2 separate regions of the Zea mays genome follow, and region 1 is linked to region 2. The links are chromatin contacts, called in public Hi-C maps. All regions are on one chromosome and are shown on one strand. The core of a region is the stretch at or near the end of the contact, and the rest is flanking DNA. Distances in the headings are between cores, read along the strand shown.

Region 1 (5,935 bases), core at 2,540-5,039, 150 kb before region 2:
TAGGCTTGATTAGCACTCATATCTTTGTGTAGTGCGCCCACAAAATTGTGATAGCCCAGCGCCCCAGCTCCTTTTGTTCTAAAATAAAATAAATCTTAGTGGAGCTGAGGGTTTACATTTGTGCAGTGCAGTTATCTTATGCGTCAGCAGTATTGATCTTGCTTTTTAGTTGAGACCAAGGATATCTTTGACAAATTCTGTTCAAGTCTCCATTAAAAAAAACATCAAATGAGCAATGTGATACTAATTCTGAAACTAGGTGAAAAATTGCAATGGCAGTTTGCCGTGGCTGTATGATCTATGCATAAATAGCACTGTCTTATCCCAACTGTGATTCTGAAAAGCACAGCAAGGGAACTTGAGTCTCTTGGGCATTCAGTTATTATCACATAAGAATAATTTACTAGTTTCAATGCTATTCTTGATCGTGAAAATAGCATAAAATATTACCTCTTGTTTACTTTTTTTGTGTAATTTTGTTCTTGTACAATATCTAATTTCCTTTCTTCTCCATTTAGCTTTTTGGTTTGGTGAATACTCTCCTAGAGAACTCAAGGAAAACATCAGAGAAGGATTTATCAATCCAAAGATATGCTGTTATACCTTTGTCACCTAACAGTGGTTTAATTGGATGGGTTCCAAACTGTGACACACTTCATGCTCTGATCCGTGAATACAGAGATGCCAGGAAGGTTTGTTTGCTGTATTCTCTTGTCTCGTAGCTATATATATTTGATTTATTTTATTTAGCAATTAGTGTTTGTTTCCGTGTCCAGATTTTCTTGAATCAGGAGCACAGACTTATGTTGGCTTTTGCACCCGATTATGATCACTTACCCCTCATTGCAAAGGTGGAAGTGTTTCAGCATGCTTTGCAAAATACTGAGGGAAATGACCTTGCGAAGGTATTGTTATGTATCTTCTCTTAATGAGTATGTCCTTTATATTTACGATGTTGTAGCCTCATTCTATATAAATAAACTGTGGCAGGTTCTGTGGCTGAAGAGTCGAACTTCGGAAGTATGGCTTGAGCGCCGCACAAACTACGCTAGAAGCCTGGCTGTTATGAGCATGGTATGGGCTACTTTCTTCTGATTTTCAAATGGAATCTTGATTACTTTAAGATGCTGAAAAGGTAATTTTCAGGTTGGGTATTTGCTTGGTTTAGGAGATCGGCATCCAAGCAACCTTATGTTAGATCGCTATAGGTACATCTTCAGAACTATTCTTCCATTAGTGTATAGTGTATGCATTATGCGGTTACTTCTGTAATAAAATTGTTCTTTTTTCTTCAGTGGAAAAATATTACACATCGACTTCGGAGATTGCTTTGAGGCTTCAATGAATCGAGAAAAGTTCCCTGAAAAAGTAAGTAATCTTGCTGTGTGCATTATACCTTAATTATTCCCTCACTTTCTTTTTATAAGGTGTAGGTGTTTCAACTTTCAAACTTTATAAACTTTGGCCAGAAATTAATATACCAGTGTGTAGATTGCACGATACAAACTTTGCACCATTTGATTCGAAAGTGTTTTCTTATGATTAAGATTTTATTATCGTGGACAATATACTAGAGAAATCAGTAGTCCATGCTTGAGACTTTATATTGATAGACTATAAGAGAAATTAGTGGTCAAAGTATGTACTTGCCTTTTTGGAGGCACGTTTAACATTTAGAAATGTGTTCATGACTTGTACTCCTCACTGTGACTTAGACATTACATTTTTGTTTGTGACAGTATCTTACCAGTTTGCAATGTACGGTGTAGGTACCATTCCGTTTGACTCGAATGCTTGTGAAAGCTATGGAAGTTAGCGGTATTGAGGGTACATTCCGAACAACTTGTGAAAATGTGATGCAAGTCCTTCGCACAAACAGAGACAGCGTTATGGCCATGATGGAGGTGAGATTATCACCTTATTTTCCGTATGACCCTATTGCATAGCGTATATCTTGGAGAAATCTTTAGTTTCTTCACTTCAGATGCCGCTGTTATTTTTATTACTAGTACAGATTCTGAAAAGTAAAAAAATAAATAATGGTTAGGAGTTAGTTTTCTTAAGGCTGGATTCAATCAGAAATCAAGAGCTTGATTAGATAAAACAAGATGTCACTCACTAAAGAAATGTGTATCCTTATTTAGCAGAAATTAAATAGCAGACTAATTTGTCATATCTGTGTACTATATTTTGAGTTGATGCTCCCAATGTTTCTACAACGGTCTGATTTTGTAATGGGGGATTGTTTGGAGAACACAATAGGAAGATGACTATATCCTTTTGTCTTCAGTTCTTCGTTGTGTGTGTTATTTGTACCACCTACCTACATGCTTGGCGATCTTGTGCTTATTAAGCATTTTAAATATTTTGCTTTTGCTCTCCCCAGGCATTTGTACATGACCCGTTAATCAATTGGCGTCTGTTCAATTTCAATGAGGTTCCTCAAGTGTCGAACTATGGTAATGTTCATGCTCACACGGTTGTCAGTAGTGAAGAAGCAGTGGCTAACCGAGAGCTCATGCAACCTCAGCGAGGAGCACGTGAGAGGGAACTGCTACAGGTTACCTGCTCTTCTCCATCCTCGTGGTCTGATTGCACTAAACCCGACCACTCACCTGGATGAGTAACCATTAATTTTGTCCATGCAGGCTGTCAATCAACTCGGTGATGCCAATGAGGTTTTGAATGAGCGTGCTGTAGCTGTGATGGCACGGATGAGTGACAAACTAACAGGGCGTGACTTCTCTTCTGGGTCAGCTTTGGCTGGAGCAGGTAGCTCTATCCAACATGGCAGTGAGCATTTGGCTTCAGGAGATGCCCGGGATGCCCAACCTGGTCTCTCAGTGAAGGTTCAGGTTCAGAAGCTCATACTCCAAGCGACTTCACACGAAAATTTGTGCCAAAACTATGTCGGGTATGAATCTGTTCGAACTTCCTCCTTTCTTGCAGCTGCCCCGTTCTGTAATTCTGGGCCAACCATCTTTTTTTGTGACTCACTGTTTGTTGCTTGTTTGTTTCACAGGTGGTGTCCGTTCTGGTGAGCTCTCTTGGAAACAGTAGCAGTTTATAACATGTAAATATTGTGAATACCGTGTGCATAGAAGTTTCGTGGTGACAGTTTGTATGTGCAGCTTTGTAATTAGCAGAACTTCAAGATGCCTTGGACCATCCTTTTGTCAGTTTCTTAGACCGTGTTTAGCAGTTCACCCTTATGGCCATCCAAAACACTGTTTTTGTACTGTAGATTGTATTGTTTGTAGATTGTACTGTTCGCAGGGTGGATTTTTGAATATGAGTATAAGAATGTGTAAGCTGTTGAAGATAGCCTTAGGTTTTCTTCCGTGCCACTTGAGGGTTTGTTCGATTAGCTCTCAATTTATGTGGATTGAGTGAGATCGGATTGGTTTAAATCTCAAGCAAGTTAAATTTTCTTCTTAATTTTTCTAATCTCATCAAATCCATGTGTAACGGGAATAACCGAACAAGGTCTGACTGAAAATGTTAAGAGGGTGTCGGATCCTCTAGACCAAAGTTTAGTCCAGGTTTGGATACTAATTAAGACTAAACATGTGCTTATTATAAAATTAATTGCATATGTCATGTCTAATTTGTGAGATGAATTTATTAAGTCTAAATAATCCCTGACAAGTCTAAATATGTCCACGTTTTTTTTGAGAGTCACGTTCTGGTTTTGCTTCGGTGCAAATGCTATTGGGCCAAAATTGAGGGAGAATTGCTTGCAAAGGTGGCGTCAGAGGTTGGTTTCATCGCAGGGCTCTAGTGCTTCGCCGAGCGAAGATTATCCTTGTTTGTGAAGGCGAGATTTGTTACAGAACCTCCTAAGTTATTGGATCTATATGTATGTGTCCTCGTCTTAAAGAGCTTAGACGGTTATGTATGATCTGCTCGAGTATTCTAAGGATCTCGGATAAACCACTTATAACTATGATCACAAGATTAAGTAAACACAAATTACATACCAAAATTTATAGCGAAAATCTTATTACAAAAGTTACAATGCATATGTCAACCATTCTCATGGATCTTTCAAAACGTGAACCGGTCCGCGCTATCTAGGAGCACAATACTGCATCTAGCGGTCTAGCCTCTTGGCCAGGAGAGTACATCCCGCCATCTCCCATGTCCAGTGTGTGGTTGTTTTTTCACGTATGGAATAGCCGGGTTCAGGCTTACCCTTTACGTGGTATGTTGCTAGCTAAAAAGTCCTTGATCAGCAAGCCTACAACGAACCGTTTTTAATCGACATAAACATGCGAACTTTCATGCTCAACATCTGGTCTCTATTTTTAAAGTATCCCCCAAACTTGGTACCTGAGAGAGGTACCCTACTTGAATGATGAATTCATCATCGCAAATGATGCCTTCATCATTACAAGTCCCTTTTCCATAAATTCCCATATCCACTGTTGCACATCATCTTTTAAAAACAAAACCTCATAAATTCCCATATCCACTGTTGCACATCATCTTTTAAAAACAAAACCTAATTTAATAAGCAGGGCTAAGCATCACTAGCTTTTCATAAAAAAGGTATCAAGGATGATAATCAAGTTTCCAAGGATGGTAATGCATCAATTGTTTCATCACACAACTCCTATCACATATACATCATGTAAGGTAATTTTTTTTGTAAACAATAAGGAAAGGGGTGAATGCATCGGAGCTTAGTCAAGTAGAACATGTGCTCGTATCGACATGGCACCACTGAATGCATCGGGGCTTGCCTGAAAACCAATATTAAGTTAGTGCTTGTTAGAGGCTTCCGCTTGGCAACCATCTTTGATCCTAGTACTTGATCAGGTCATCCATCCTCCGGTTCGATCTGTCGACATCGCCCTGAGATCTGCTCCGATCCATGCCCTTCAGTCTGCACGATCATCTAGCTTACCTATTTGAAATGCACAATGGGTATGCATGAACATAAGGAGGAATATCATAGGATAAATAACGCTACATCGAAGAGAATTAAACACTTATAGCAATGCATCACAAATTCTTATATGTGAGCACTAGATATCTTTGACTCTCTAACATTTATAGAGGGAGTGAATTAGGACTTCTAAAAACTTTGCTAATCTAGGCCACAAATAAATCCCAAGAACAAAACCTATGCAAATAAATAAACTAGAATGTGCAAACTAGGTTTTGTCTAAGAGTTGCTATCTCACTGCAAAAGGAGTTTTGCAACCTAAGTTCCAATCCTAACAAATCTAAACTAGGAATAGAGAAAGAAACTTAGGTACTTAAATGTAAATGCGGAAGCTAAAAACAAACGTAAAGATGCAAACTCCCGTGGACGACGCCAGTAGGTTTACCGAGGTATCCAAAACCGCACAAGGTTCTGACTAATCCTCGTTGGTGTCTCTATGCAAAGGAAAGCCCACACGAGGGTCAAACACCACAGAAGAGTAACTCCATAGAGAGCCGCATGCCTTCTTCACGTGCAAGTGGTGCTCCGCTTCTGGCTCCTCTTGGATGCTCCCCGCGATCTTCACTATCGAGCCTTCGGCTGAAACGCCGTGAGCCTCGTTCCCTTTGGTACACAGTGGCGACCGCACCACAAACTCGGTTGATGCGGTCTCACAAGACTCTCGTCCCACTCAGTACATCTACAATTCCTCGCGCAAGAGTCGAGGGGTTTTCTGAGTTTTTCTAAGCTAACTCAACTAACTAGAAACTTCTAGAGCAAGCGCAATAGCAGTCTAACTAACTTAAGCACTTCGCAAAGCACGTACGTTAATCACCAAGTGATTCTATTAAGCACTTGGGTGTTTGAGCAAGCTCTTGTCATACAATGCCTTACCAAGGTGAGCCACCTCTTGCTTCAATTATTCATTTTCCATAGCAATCTCATCTGAACAAGTTTCTACAATAACATTCTTCACAAGAACCTGATTGCATGGATAGAGTCATC
Region 2 (5,201 bases), core at 1,297-3,796:
TTGTTCCTACCCAGTTTCTTTTGATTAGGTTGTCTTTTGTCAAGATCACCCCCCGTGTTAGGAACCAGCAGAATATCTTAATTTTTAGTGGTACTTTAAGTTTCCAGATGAGAGACTCTTGACGGTGTATTCCCCTCTCAATCAAGGCTGCATACATCGAGTGAGAGGAGAACTTCCCGTTTTGGTGAAGGCTCCAACTGAAAGTGTCTTTTGATTGGTTTAATGAAAGGCCCACTACCCTGTTAACTAGCGAATACCACCGTCCCAAGTTATCTCCATGCAATCCCCTGCGAAAGGATACATTTAGCGGGACAGTCTCAAGCACCGTAGCTACTTTCACATTTTTATGTCGAACAATATTATATAGACTCGGGTATTTGTGCTGGAGTGTAAAATTCCCCAGCCACTTATCTTCCCAAAATCTAGTTGCTTGTCCGTTATTGACTTTAAACGTTCCATTCGCTAGAAAAAGGTTTTTAACTTTCATTAAGCCTGACCAAAAGTGCGAATCTCCTGGTTTCCTAATTATGGTGATGACATAACAACTATTAGACTTTGCTACTGAAAAACTGTGGTAATTTTAAAAACTGCGCTCTCAATCAGGGCATTTACAATGCAAGCCTGTGCTATGAGTGCAGGCAGTATTACAACGAGAGAAGGAATGTTATTGAATCCGGGTTGGGATTATTAGGCCTAATAATTCAACGAAAACTCGACTGTGTGTATCCGAAAAGGAAGTATTAAATGTAAAAGAAACTTTTGAACGGAAAGGAGAAGGAAACCTTTCTTTTGGTAAAATATATAACCCCCCTATATATATTGAATTACAAGATGTCTTGTATAGTTTATACATACATACTCCCTCCGTTTTGTTTTAGTTGTCGCTGGATAGTGCAAAATTGAACTATCCAGCGACAACTAAAAAGAAACGGAGGGTGTAATATTTTTGTTATACACTTGGATATACTCTATACGTAGATACAAAGTAAAAATAGTGTACCTAGAAGAAGAAGAAAAACAAAAAATTCTATGTAGCTTAAAACAAGAGGTGTAGTGGATCACGCTATAAAATATTAGTATTATCATCCTGCTAATCAGTCTCTGTCCTCCAAGACATCACTTGCACGACGGTACAGGCTCATCTGAACGCAAGATGCAAACACACGAGCCTGTAATTGTACAGATGCTTGTGAGAAATTCCGCCCTATGGGGTAATACCTTGGGCTGGTTTCCAGTGAGCGGCGGCCTCCCCTTTTGCCTGAACGCAACCAGCAGAACGGCCAAACCATCCGAAAGGCGCCACGCACCAAAGACCAGTGCAGGCTAGGTAGAGCGCCGTATGTCCTTGCAAATTGCTTGGACACCATGACATGGCACAGCGCCGAAGAGAAATCCCAAGGTGACGGACGGCTGGCGAGACGAGCCTCGATCGCCTGTGGGTCGTTGCGGTGGTGGTGGTGGTGGTGAGTCAGAAAGATGGTTGGCAGCGTGGGTCGGAGCAAGCTCGATCTGCCAACTGATCATTATTACAGTACAATACAATGCAGGCATGACAAGTGCAGACTGCATTCGCCGCACTGCGTGCTACCAGACGTACGCTAGTCTATCGTCTCGTCGCTCTGCCTATCCATCCGCTCGTCTCTTCTTCCTTGGGTAGTTGGGCGCGCGGTGGTGCCTCATCCAGCTTCAATTCGTTGCTGCTATGACAAGCTGATGTCTTTCTCGTCCTCGTGCTCGTCCGTGATCCGTCAGTCCTTTCATCCAATTGCAGCGTGGTCCCTCCCGTCCGCTCTTCATCACCTGTCTACACACGCAGACTCCAACTACTGCAGCCTCCTTTATTTCCTTTCCGTCCAGGATTAAAAGCTGACGTGCAAACGACAGGTCGATCGATCAATCGGATTCAGGTCACTACGGTATCAGTGGCAGAAGATTTCATGTGTTTGTGTGGGTGTGTGTGTGTGGGGTGGGGGGATTCATTGCAGGAGAGAACCACAAACATACCAGCAGCGGATCCATGCATTGATCTGAATCTGACAGATAATAAAACAAAGGTTGAAGTTGATTGGTCTATACTATACATGACTGGAATTTTTTGGTTACTGTCGCATCAAGCTGGTTATTGGTCATCCTAAATACTGGTATAAATCATTTTAGCTATGTGCTAAACCATTCAATTTAGGTTGAAACCGTCATCAATATATAGAACAATCACATATACAAATGCAAAATATCAGGGCGCGGCGAAGTGCCTTAGCCAAAGCGTCGTATTATTGGAATTGCCCTAACAAAACTCCGTTATCGAATATTTATCGCCCGATAGTTAATTTTGAATTAAAACATGACAAATAAAAAAGAACAGAGAGAGTACTACTTGATATAATGATATCAGATGTAGCAGCTATATATACTACTAACCTGAATGTGCAATATCAGTACTACTTGATATAATGATATCAGATGTGCCTTAGCCAAAGAGTGATTGGGCAGACAAAGTATGGTTGCACCGGCCCAACCCACCGCCACACACCGCGCGCGGTCTGCAGATATTCGCCGCACTTTCTCCTCAGACCGTGCCAACATTCTTCGCCTTTCTGCACTTTGCACCATCTCTGTCCCAGCTTCCCTGGTGTTTTCGCTTTTTCAGGGAACGCCTTCTTCGATATGTCAATATATCCAACGTTTTTTAACTAAAAAATGTAAATGGATATATATATCCTCCTCTCATGCAAGGATATGGTTTTTCGCTTTGTCATGGTAAAATCTCGAAAGATTTTGTCACTTTGAATAATTCTATACATTCACATTTTTTATATATATTATATCATGGCACAATTGGAATACGTATCAGGGCTCATGAGGTACATCATGCATCTCAGATCAAATTTATTGTCAAGTGAGTTAGTTAAAATTATGGACCCAAATTCTTCACCAACAATTAGGTAACTAGATTTTTTATTCCTTGTTTTAGGTATGTGTATCTTCCTTTAAGTATCTACTTTACCTTTTATACCATATGTTATTATTGTTTTGCTTTCAATTGGTTATTGCTGGTCACTTGCTTCTCATTACTATATGGTATCAAAAATAAGACCGCACACGTTAGAAGATAGAAACCTGCTCCCTTCTTTTATCTCTTCTCCGAAGAGATAATTTAAGAGAGAAGGTATGAATAAGCATCACAAACGAAGCAGGAATGCATCAAAGAGTGATGAAGAACGAAGCATGTTACTCATCTCAAATGCCTTAACATTCCTTTTATGCCATCTTTCCTCTTATGAATTAAAAGTACCTCTTATGAATTAAAAGTACTAGCGTACCTTTGACTTTACACGAGAGATAGCACGTAGGTACTTCGAAGGCTAATACAAACGAGGCTTAAGGCCCTCAAAAAGGTGCTTTATGCATGATATTGTTCATCTATTTATAGGAGAGTGATATTGAGAGCACCTAGAGGGGGGGGTGAATAGGTGATCCTGTAAAAACTTCAAACTTAAGCCACAAAAACTTGTTAAGTGTTAGCACGATTATTGCCAAGTGGCTAAGGTGAAGTCTCAACAATCTCAACAAAACACAGTACCACAAGAGAATCAAGCACAGAGTGACACAGTGGTTTTATCCCGTGGTTCGGCCAAGACCAACGCTTGCCTACTCCACGTTGTGGCGTCCCAACGGACGAGGGTTGCAATCAACCCCTCTCAAGCGGTCCAAAGACCCACTTGAATACCACGGTGTTTTGTTTTCCTTTCACTATCCCGTTTGCAAGGAATCTCCACAAATTGGAGTCTCTTGCCCTTACAAGTATATGATCACAAATGAAACACAGAGTAAGGGAGGGAAGCAACACACACAAATCCACAGCAAAAGCGCACACACACGGCCAAGAATCGAGCTCACAAGACTATCTCAGAGTTCTCACTTAGAACAGAGCTCGAATCACTTAGAAACACAAACGAATGCGCAGAGACTTAGTGTGGATGATCAAGAATGCTCAAAGGTTGCTTGTGTGTGTCCTCCATGCGCCTAGGGGCTCCTTTTATAGCCCCAAGGCAGCTAGGAGCCGTTGAGAGCAAATCCGGAAGGCCATCCTTGCCTTCTGTCGTCGGGGGCACCGGACAGTCCGGTGCACACCGGACACTGTCCGGTGCCCGATTTGTTTCCTTAAACGGCGAAGACGACCGTTGCAGACCGTTGGCAGATCTGGCGCTGTTGGCGCACCGGACATGTCCGGTGCACACCGGACAGTCCGGTGCCGTCTTCCGACCGTTGGCTCGGCCACGTGTCCCGCGCGGATTGCGCGGCCGACCGTTGGCCCTGGCCGACCGTTGGCTCACCGGACAGTCCGGTGCACACCGGACAGTCCGGTGAATTTTAGCCGTACGCCGCCGGCCAATTTCCCGAGAGCGGCCAGTTCGAGTCGCGCCAGCCTGGCGCACCGGACACTGTCCGGTGCACACCGGACAGTCCGGTGCTCCAGACCGAGCTGGGTCTTGGCAGCACACAGCCAAGTCCCTTCTCCTTTTCTCTATTCTTCTTCTTTCTGTTTCTAACACTTAGACAAATATATTAGTACTTAAAACCAATGTACTAAGGCTTAGAAACATACCTTTACTTCATGATTTTCACCTTGTTCATCCATGTACATAAATTCACATTTAGGCCCTTGTGTTTGCACTCAATCACCAAAATACTTAGAAATGGCCCAAGGGCACATTTCCCTTTCAATCTCCCCCTTTTTGGTGATTTATGCCAACACAACATAAAGCAAGTGGAACAAGTGCAAAATCACTTCAAATAAAAACTCAAATTGGTTTTGATTCAATTTTGGCATATATGGATCATCCTTTGCCACCACTTGGTTTGTTTTTGCAAATCAAACTCAAATCTCTATCTATAAGTCAAACACACATATTGAAGCATAAAGAGAGTCATTTCAAAAGAATTTGACCACGGATTTCAAAAACTCCCCCTTTTTCCCATAATCAACACTTCTCCCCACAAGAAGCCAACTTTTGAAAATAGAGACAATAAGAGACAATAAAAGCTTTAGCTTTTGACAAAACAAAAACTCTATTCTACTATTTTCAAAATCTTTCAAGTGGTAGCTGATCCATTTATCGCTTTGGCCTTTATTTTCTCCCCCTTTGGCATCAAGCACCAAAACAGGATCAATCTTGGCCTCTTAACCTCATTGCCTCACC

The links. Hi-C and Micro-C count contacts between places; a contact is called where the count stands out from the background.
Region 1: a contact with region 2 is called in a Hi-C map of tassel, with 6 times the contacts expected there. The contact joins two enhancer-like sites. A contact is called at or near these places in 7 of 25 Hi-C or Micro-C datasets (ear, endosperm, leaf and 3 more).

What each region holds. Positions count from the first base shown.
Region 1 is chr6:150,011,520-150,017,454 of Zm-B73-REFERENCE-NAM-5.0, reverse strand. It overlaps LOC542211, which reads left to right. Exons shown (of 58, transcript NM_001111823.2): 50 at 519-692; 51 at 777-905; 52 at 991-1,074; 53 at 1,147-1,208; 54 at 1,296-1,368; 55 at 1,770-1,904; 56 at 2,387-2,560; 57 at 2,649-2,914; 58 at 3,023-3,298. The coding sequence ends at 3,041. Among protein-coding and RNA genes, the nearest start is that of LOC103630237, 24 kb to the left of the region's middle. Within about 2 kb of position 3,789, at least 5 of the 20 cell types and tissues checked have an H3K27ac peak or open chromatin away from gene starts, as enhancers often do. A contact at or near this core is called in tassel, where this site is marked.
Region 2 is chr6:149,860,381-149,865,581 of Zm-B73-REFERENCE-NAM-5.0, reverse strand. No RefSeq gene overlaps it. Among protein-coding and RNA genes, the nearest start is that of LOC100383697, 22 kb to the right of the region's middle. Within about 2 kb of position 2,546, at least 18 of the 20 cell types and tissues checked have an H3K27ac peak or open chromatin away from gene starts, as enhancers often do. A contact at or near this core is called in tassel, where this site is marked.